Regions from separate parts of the Ovis aries genome. Here region 2 is linked to region 1. The links are chromatin contacts, called in public Hi-C maps. All regions are on one chromosome and are shown on one strand. Each heading gives the region's core, a stretch centred on a gene start, on an enhancer-like site or on the middle of the called end of the contact. The rest is flanking DNA. Distances are from core to core; before and after follow the strand shown. Region 1 holds the start of RPP40 (ribonuclease P/MRP subunit p40). Region 2 has its middle 56 kb from the start of ECI2.

Region 1 (4,486 bases), core at 300-2,799:
AGGGGCGACAGAGCCATTTTGATGAAGTATTGTAGAGAAAAGCTGAAGTTTACACGCATAGGAGTTACACTGAGCCTTCAAAAGTTAATACAACATTTTCACCTAAAGGGCTTGTTAGAAAAGCTTCATGTTGCTTTCACACATTACTGGTGCACCATCAGAATCGCAACAGTCACTTTGCAGAGCTTTGGAGTACCAACCTAGGAGAGGTCCACCTCTGACGCTGCAGGTCTAAGAGAGGCCACTGCTACTGAATTGTGTGGTGCCCATGAAGCAATGCTTTAAGCATTTTACATGCTAATATGATATTTGTAAGTTGTATCTAAGTGCCTTGTTGTGATTTAGGAGATTGGGAATTTTTTGATCAACTTGCTATTTCTTTATCATTCTTCCTATTTAAAATAATGGAAAATTGGTGTCCCTTAGAATATTTGCAGAGATAATCTGACTTTTGAGGCACAGGAGTAATGGTGAAGAACTGACCAGCCTTAGTTTTGGATGAGATTTACACATGTGACTGGCGTGAGTTGCCATTTCCTCCTTTAGGGGATCTAACCCTCATCTCTTGGGTCTCCTGCATTGCTAGGTGGATTCCTTACCACTAGCACCACTTGGGAAGCCCAGACTTACACATACTTATCTTCTAAATTGGGCTTTCCAGGTGGCTTAGTGGTAAAGAATCCGCCTACAATTCAAGAGATGTGGGTTCGATCCCTGGGTCAGGAAGATCCCCTGGAGAAAGCAATGGCTACCTATTCCAGTATTCTTGACTGGGAAATCCCGCGGACAGAGGAGCCTGGCAGGCTACAGACCATGGGGTTGCAAAAAAAGTTGGACACGACTGAGTACTCATGCATCCATGCATCTTCTAAATTATTTAACTTCTCTTCTTCCACATCTTATAGTAAAACTGATGCTCCAGAACACAAATATTCTGTTATTTTGCATCCTCTCTGCATAGAATTGGGCTGTGCAGATTCCAGTTTGAAAAGTGTGTAGTATAGTACTTACAGTTGGTCAGAAAGATTAGGTGGAAAAACGAATTATCACTATAACTTCCAATAGCAACAAATTATTAAAAGCGGTTCCAAAAGTCTATTTTTCATTCTTTTTTTTTTTTTTTTGGTTGCGCCGGCTTGTGGGATCTTCATTTCCCCAACCAGGGATTGAACCCTGGCTCCAGCACTGAATACTAACCCCTGGATGGCTAGAGAATTCCCCAAAAGGATATTTTTAAAAGGATCTTAAAAGTGGTTTTGAAGAAGTCTTAAGGAGTTCTATTGAAGGTATTAGACACAAACCTCCTTGACAGTTTGGGAAGGGGCAACCTGGGGCCCAGAGGAGGGAGTCTGACAAGGGAATTCATTCCGGGCAGTGCGCCTTTCCTTTACCCATCAGAGAGCTCCGGCTGAGGATCCCGAGGCCTAGCCCCGCCCCCAGCGCTAGCCCCGCCCCGGCGCTAGCCCCGCCCCTACCCGGGCAGCCTGCGCACGTGCGCCCTGCCGGCACTGCGCACGCCCGCGGGGCGAGGGAAGGGGCGGGGCGAGCCGAGCCTGGAGGGTCTGCGCGGGGAGAGCATGGCCACGCTGCGCCGGCTGCGAGAGGTGCCCCGGCACCTGCTGGTCTGTGAGAAGTCCAACTTCGGCCATGACAAGTCGCGCCACCGGCATCTCGTGGAGACGCACTATTACAATTACAGGGTGAGTCCTGGCCCTCGGTCCGCGGATCGCGCACGCTCCCTCCCGCGGGCGCGGGAGGCTGGGGGAGAGCCGGGCTCTGCTCCGGGGGCCCGCCCTCGTCGCGTGGAGGGGCGGGGCCCTCGCTCGGCATGCTGGGAGCTGTAGTCTCTCCGTGGCTCCAGGCTCCTGTGTTGGCTCGCTTGAGGACCACAAGTCCCAGGGTGCACCGGTGCGGGGCGGTGCCCCGCCGTCGGAGGGCGGGGCAGGGTTCACGGGGCCTCTGGTCTCTTGCTGTGGCCTGGCCCCGCCCCAGGCGTGCTGCGTCCCTGGGGCGGGGCCGGAAGGCGGGGGCGGGGCCAGGACGGGCGGGGCGGCCGCCCTCCTTCCCTGCCGCTGGGTTCCTGCACCCGCGCGCCTCTCCGGAGCGGCCGGCCCAGTTCCGCCCGGGAGCTGCTTGCTCCTCTAAACCGCTTACGGGCGCTAGTTTGATCCCTGAAAAGCTCTTTCTTCTGCCCGCTGCTCTCCGCCTTGTCCATCCAGAGCGCCAGGGCGGCATTTGGGCAGCTTTTGGTAGAAATTCGCCTCGGCCGCCTTGCCCACAGCGATGTTTGCTGGTGTTCCCTGGAAGTGTCGCCCGCCCCGGGGCCCTTTTCGTGGCTGAGGCGTCAGTGGGGGTGGTTACTGGACCTTCCTGGGGAGGAGAAGCCCCCTGACTCCCGGGCAGTGTCTGCTGGGAAGGCTTCGCGGACCCGTGCAAGTGGGGAGGACTCCAGACTAGACCTTAAAATGGAAGCGCGTGAAGCCTCGCACGCTTTTAAGCTGATCAGCCTAATCTCAGCTCGGCCTCACTGGCCAGTGTCTCAGACACAAGTGGCGACCCCGGTTAGTGTCCCCGCTTTGGGAGAGTGGCCTTTTTCAAGGTGTGGAGCGGCCGGGCACCGCTTGAAACCTGTCGGGTTGAACGTCTCTGCTCTGGATGGATAACTCTTCACAGACAGCCGTCTGGGAGGTGCACTGTGTCCTCCCCAGCCCACGTGCAGAGCTTTTCCGTCGGGACAGTGGGAACACCAAGCTGACTTCTGCTTCCATGTGGCCTGTTAATAACCAGTATCCCCAAATTCCTTACGCCCTAAGGGACAGTTCCTCTGATTCCAGCCTGGTACCAGGATACACAGATCTGGGGATATTCACTTATACTTGGTGAGTCCCTAAGTCTAACCCTAACCCCGCCAGGCTCCTCTGTCCATGGGATTTCCCAGGCAAGAATACTGGAGTAGGTTGCCATTTCCTTTTCCAGGGGATCTTCCTGACCCAGGGATCAAACCTAGGTCTTTTGCATTGGCAGGCAGATTCTTTACCACTGCATTTCCCTAAAAATTAATTAATGTAGTGACAGGAACAGGTCATCAAATATATTGCTTATTTTCAAAAGATAAAACGCAAGCAAGAGTTTCCCATTAAAATTGTTTTTTTTCATTCAATTTCCTATACTGTGCACTTGAATTCAGAAATGGAAAACTTAACTTGTTGGATTTCTCTTTTCCTGAGATTAGTAAATTAATTTCAGACTTTTGCTGAAGGTTGTGGAGGAATGGTTAGTAGCCTTAATTATGTTGTATCATCACTAAATCCCGGGTGTTGATCTGCATGAAAATAAAACTTGTTGAAACCTATAATGGAGTATAATTTGCAAAAATGCTGAATCACATGCTGTATACATGAAACTAGTATAATACTGTAAGTCAACCATGCTTCTGTTATTAATATAAAAATAAGTTTTTTGTGTTGTATATTCCAATAGGTTTCATTTCTGATTCCTGAATGTGGGATACTATCAAAAGAACTGAAAGATCTGGTCATGGAATTTGGACCCTATTACTTTGTGAAGGATTTACCTCTTTATGAGTTAATCACACACGAATTCATCAATTCTTTTGTCAAGAAAGGTAAGAAAAACCTCATAGTGTCTGTGAACATGGTGGGATGCAGAAGGCCAGGGAGGCCACATCACACTTCCGGGGCTCCTGCCTTGTTCGAATCACGCGGATGGAGCGCGTCTGCGAGGTCAGGCGTGCGCAGCCCGCCCTCCGCCCCTCAGTAGCTCAGCCTGCTCTGTGCATCCCCAGGTTTGGTTTCTGATTCCACGGGTCCACACGCGTCCCGTGGGGGTGTTGTCACCCCAAGCTCGCGGAGAGGAAAAGCTTTCCGGCCCCGTGTTCAGATGCACTGCCGTCGGGCGTGGCCGCAAGAACCGCTGTGGTCCGCGCAGTGCCCACAACAGCCGTCTCAGCATGCTGGTCTCCTGATGGAGCCACACTGCCGTCTACACGGCCAGGTGCTGACGGGGGCCCAGCCTCTTCCGCTTGGACCCTGCGGCCCTCATCCCATCTGTGTCTGCTGGGTTGACTGTCTTGTTCCAGTTGCCTCCTGGGAGCCACTCGTTTGAAACCATTCCAGCGTCTTTAAGGATCCGCCCTCACTGCAGGCATCGCCGCACAGGAGCCACTGGCCTCTTGTCGTCGGTCTCAGCGACCCGATTCCTTTCGTTGGTTTTGAGCTGAGGACTTACCTGGCGGTCCGGTGGTTAGGACTTAAGGCTTTCACTGCCCAGGGCCTGGGTTCAATCCTTGCTCAGGGAACTAGATTGACACAAAATACATGGTGCAGCCAGAAAAAAAGCTTGATGCTCCAATTGCTAATGACGTGGGCCCGGGCACGGCAGGCACTTTTACCTGCGCGACTCGACGTCACCCAGCAACAACACTGTGAGATGGGCCTGCAGCCCCATTTTACAGGTGAGGAAATTG
Region 2 (4,608 bases), core at 1,903-4,402, 420 kb after region 1:
TGAGCCAGCGTGTTTCTGTCGGTCATGCCCTCTGTCTAAGCGCTTTATCTCATTCCTGCTAGACCCAAGCCCCGGCTCACTTCCTGTGCGGGCCTCGGGAGGCCTGGTCACGGGCTGACTCACGGGGGTGGTGGCGGTTCCGCATGTGTCTGGCCCCGCCCGGAGCACCGTGTCTTGTGCAAAGGAGATGCTGGGGGAAGCGTCCCTGAATGGGATGAAGTATGAACGTTCACTCTGGGCTTCTCTGGGGGCCGTGAGTCAGGTCTGGGAGGTGCTTCAGCAGCACCCCTTAGAGGACAAGGCCTGGCCACAAGAAGCGTGCTGGTCACAGGCGGCATCAGCCTGGAAGGTAAGCACTGGGAACAGCAAAGCGACTCTGGGCCTGGTCTCTGAAAGATGCTTCTGAATCCACAGCAGCTGCTCAGGCATCCTGCTGCGATGCCCTTCCCCTCCACACTGTGAACCGCATGCAGAGCCTGATGCTCAGAGCCTCAATTCCCCAAAGGAAAGGAGGGTGGTGACTGGCTAAAAAGCTCACCTGTGTGCAGCTTGTTAACCCTGGGGCCGCCCAGTGAGAAGTACCACGTTTCTCATCATGGACGTTCAGGGCATCAGGTCAGGAGAGACGAGAGAGGGAGGAAGACAGACAGTCGTGCGTGGTGCGATGCCGAGGTGTCTGCTCTCACATGTCTCCTCTTTTTTGTCTCTTCAGCATCCTGTTCTTGCCGTTCAGTCTCTCAGTTGTGTCTGACTCTTTGCAACCCAGGGACTACAGCACGCCAGGCCTCCCTGTTCTTCACCATCTCGCAGAATTTGCTCAAACTCATGCCCATTGAGTCGGTGTTGCCATCCAACCATCTCATCCTCTTTTGTCACCGTCTCCTCCCACCTTCAACCTGTCCCAGCATCAGGGTCTTTTCCAGTGAGTCAGCTCTTCACATCAGCAGCCAAAGTATTGGCGCTTCAGCTTCAGCATCAGTCCTTCCAATGAATATTCAGGATTGATTTCCTTTAGGATTGACTGGTTTGATCTCTTTGCTGTCCAAGGGACTCTCAAGAGTCTTCTCCAGCACCACAGTTCAAAAGCATCAATTCTTTGGTGCTCAGCCTTCTTTATGGTCCAACTCTCACATCCATACATGACCACTGGAAAAACCATTGCTTTGACTGTACACACCTTTGTCCACAAAGTGATGTCTCTGCTTTTCTCTATGCTGTCTAGGTTTATCATAGCTTTTCTTCCAAGGAGTAAGTGTCTTTTAATTGCCTGGCTGCAGTCACCAGTGATTTTGGAGCCCAAGAAAATAAAGTCTGTCACTGTTTCCACTTTTCCCCCACCCATTTCCCATGAAGCGATGGGACCAGATGCCATGATCTTAGTGTTTTGAACGTTGAGTTTTAGGCTAGCTTTTTCACTCTCTTCTTTTATTCTCATCCAGAAGCTCTTTAGTTCCTCTTCACTTTCTGCCATTAGAGTGGTATCATCTGCATATCTGAAGTTGTTGATATTTCTAGAAAGGTGCTGACTTTAAAAACTTTATATGAATTAAACAAACCAAGTTCCTAGAATTAAAAAAAAAAAAAAATCACATGGCCACCAGCTTGCAAGCTCCAGCCCACAAGATAAGTTGAAAGCCCATTAGCACAGCATCCACCACCCTTCATGGTTTTGTCTATACTTTGCCTACAAAGGTCTGTCTAGCCAAAACAATGGTTTTCCCAGTAGTCATATGTGGATGCGAGAGCTGGACAATATGAAAGGCTGAGTGCCAAAGAATTGATGCCTTCAAACGGTGGTGTTGGAGAAGACTCTTTAGAGTCCCTTGGACTGCGAGGAGGTCAAACCACTCAATCGTAAAGGAAATCAACCCTGAATATTCATCGGAAGGACTGAAGGTGAAGTATCACTTCCAATACTTTGGCCACCTGATGCCAAGAGTCGATTCACTGGAAAAGACCCTGATGCAGGGAAAGATTGAAGGCAGGAAGAGGAGGGGACAACATTGGATGATACGGTTGGATGGCATCACCGGCTCGATGGACAGGAGTTTGAGCAAACTCCGGGAGATGGTGAAGGACAGGGAAGCCTGGCGTGCTGCAGTCCATGGATCGCAGAGTCAGAAACGACTGAGCAGCTGAACAACAAAAATTCTGCCCGGTCAGTCTTTCCTCCCCAAACCCCTACGCCCTCCAGTGGCTGCTCACGTTAAAACAGAGGATCCAAAGGGGAGGAGACGGGCGTCCCTTGAAGCGGAGCCCACAGCGCAAGCTCGCCGCTTCTGGTGAGCGTCTTTCAGGCGGCGCTTAAGGAGGTGAAGGGCCCAAGCCCCCCTCGGGCTCCCTCTTGGCTCACGGCCCCTCCAGCCCTCTCCGCAGGTTTCGACACCCTGTTTGCTCTCACGGGATGCTCTGCTGCGTGCTTATCCCCGCGGCAAACTTAGACTCGGCTCAGACCTCCCTGAGGACCCTGCGGAAAGAGCCCCGCCCTCGCCCTCCCGCGCCGGCTGGCGTCTGCCTGTCGCCCGGTTCGCCCGCTGCTGTGTTCGGTGCTTCCGGCGCCCGACGCCCCCACGTGAGCTCGGGGCAGAGGGCGGTCACGTGCGACCTGGCTCGGGGCCTGGCTCGCGCGGCCCTGCTTCTGCTTCTGCTTTTCGACCTCTCCGGCCATCCGCAGACACCCGGGCCGCCAGTAGCCGCGTGCGGAGACGGAAGCGAAAGGAGGGCTGAGGCTCCGGGCTCGCAAGGTCCTCGGGGCCGCACCTCTTCCTCCGCACCTCCTAACCCGGACCCTGCGGCCAGCCCCGCAGGCTGCAGCGGGGGCGCTTTGTCCCGATGCCCGGGCGCACCGTGTGCCCAAAGGGCAGCGGGATGCGGAGGCTGCGGTCCCGCCTGGGGAGCGGGGCCGGCAGTGGAGGGGCGGGCCTGCGGGCTGGGATAGGAGGCGGGGGTGGGGGGGATGCGGGGGCGCCTCCAAACCGCCGTGGGATTTCTGCGAAGGAAGGTCCTGGGAAAGGCCTTGCTCTCGGTGGATGAAACTGGCTGCTATTTTTGGCCGAAGCCAAGGGGAGCGACTGCACTGAAATGCCCGGCCTTGTGGGCAGCAGGCGAGTGGGCAGGGCCACCCTCTGTCCACCTCCTGCCCAGGCAGAGAGCGGGGAGGAGGCGCTAATCCCTGGCACCAGCTGCCTAAACCCACAGACCATGGCTCATCCCCAGGGGCCGGAGATGAGCGGAGGAAGTAACTCTGACTCCGAGTCTGACCTTCATCCTGGCCTGGAGGGACCCTGTCACTCCTCAGGAAGAACACGGTGGGGCGGAGGGGTAGCCCAGGGGCCTGTCCTGGAATCACTGGCCTGGTGACGTTTCCACTGTGGCCTCGAGACGTCTTTGGACTACGTGCCTTTAACCAGAAAAGGGGTCTTAACACTTCAATATTTTAAAACCCAGGGGGAAGTGTCTTGTTTGTACCAGGGCTTTGGGGGAGGAGAGGGCATTGTTCTCTGTTTATTTTGTTTTATTTTAATATATTTGTATTTGCCTTACTTACGTTAATCCTCATGATGTCTTTGGGAGTGGGCGACTTTTTCAACTTCAGGAACTCCTGCAGGTGCCCACCTGTTGTTGGTGAGATGCCCACCAAAACACACAACTCACACACACACTCACACACACATCCTCACACACACACATCCTCACACACACACACTCATGCACACACGCACACATCCTCACACACTCACACACTCACACACACACCACATGCTCCTTTTCCCCAGGTGGGCAGGCATTCATTCAAGCTGCTGTCTGGCAACCCTGGAGGAAGGAGGAGGGATGGGGCCGAGGTCATGGAAAGCAGAGGAGAATGGTGAGGGGCCGGGTGGGAGGCCGGGGTGGGGGGCTGCTGCCTTGTCCCCTGGAGGACTTCAGTCCCACCAGAGTGTGAGGAGGGGTCCAAGGGCCCCACGCCTACTGGATTTTTCAAGAATTCTGAGAGAGTTGCTGCATTCAGGTGGATAAGACCATTTTCTTCATCTGTGTAGAGACAGCTCTGCTCTGGTGCCCCACAGGGCTAGGAGATTCAAACAAATCCGAAAAAGCACCCCTGCATGGTCTGGTAATTCGAGGATGGGTGTCTCCTGGAGACGGAGTGCGGGATGGGTGAAGAAGAGGCAATGGGCTGACAGGCTGGTTCCGGGTGGGTGAGCCGCCCTCCCGGGACTCACAGAAGCACGTGGGAGACAGTGTGAGGGGCTAGACCTGGCGGGCTCAGGCCACTGCGGTTGTCATCAAAGGAAGTGTGATTTATATTAAAGACACAGGCCTGGGAGGTCAGCTGGGCACCTGGATCACACCACTATTATAAAAAGAAAGAAACAGATTCAAGGAAATGCAATACTTTTTTATGAATTTCACATAAAAGTAGATGAATGGAGAGCAGCCAGGATATGAAAGCAGCTCTTGCTTAAACTTTGGGAGAACAGAGGAGTGCAAGCAGAGCCTCTCGTTTCCATCACGAATCCCCCTGTTCTTGTGCGGCAAGTTGGGCAGGGCTCTGAACGCGTGTCTTTCGCCCTGGCTTTCCCATCACTAAAACAGAACCGTTCTGGT

Evidence for each region. Hi-C and Micro-C count contacts between places; a contact is called where the count stands out from the background.
Region 2: a Hi-C map of hypothalamus shows a contact between it and region 1, with 2.6 times the contacts expected there. The contact joins the enhancer-like site here to the promoter of RPP40 in region 1. A contact is called at or near these places in 2 of 16 Hi-C or Micro-C datasets (hypothalamus and tail adipose tissue).

The regions. Positions count from the first base shown.
Region 1 is chr20:48,685,859-48,690,344 of ARS-UI_Ramb_v3.0, forward strand. RPP40 (ribonuclease P/MRP subunit p40) reads left to right here and starts at 1,550. Exons shown (of 9, transcript XM_042236802.2): 1 at 1,550-1,700; 2 at 2,814-2,879; 3 at 3,481-3,625. The coding sequence starts at 3,538.
Region 2 is chr20:49,099,744-49,104,351 of ARS-UI_Ramb_v3.0, forward strand. No RefSeq gene overlaps it. Among named protein-coding and RNA genes, the nearest start is that of ECI2, 56 kb to the right of the region's middle. Within about 2 kb of position 3,153, at least 29 of the 54 cell types and tissues checked have an H3K27ac peak or open chromatin away from gene starts, as enhancers often do. A contact at or near this core is called in hypothalamus and tail adipose tissue, where this site is marked.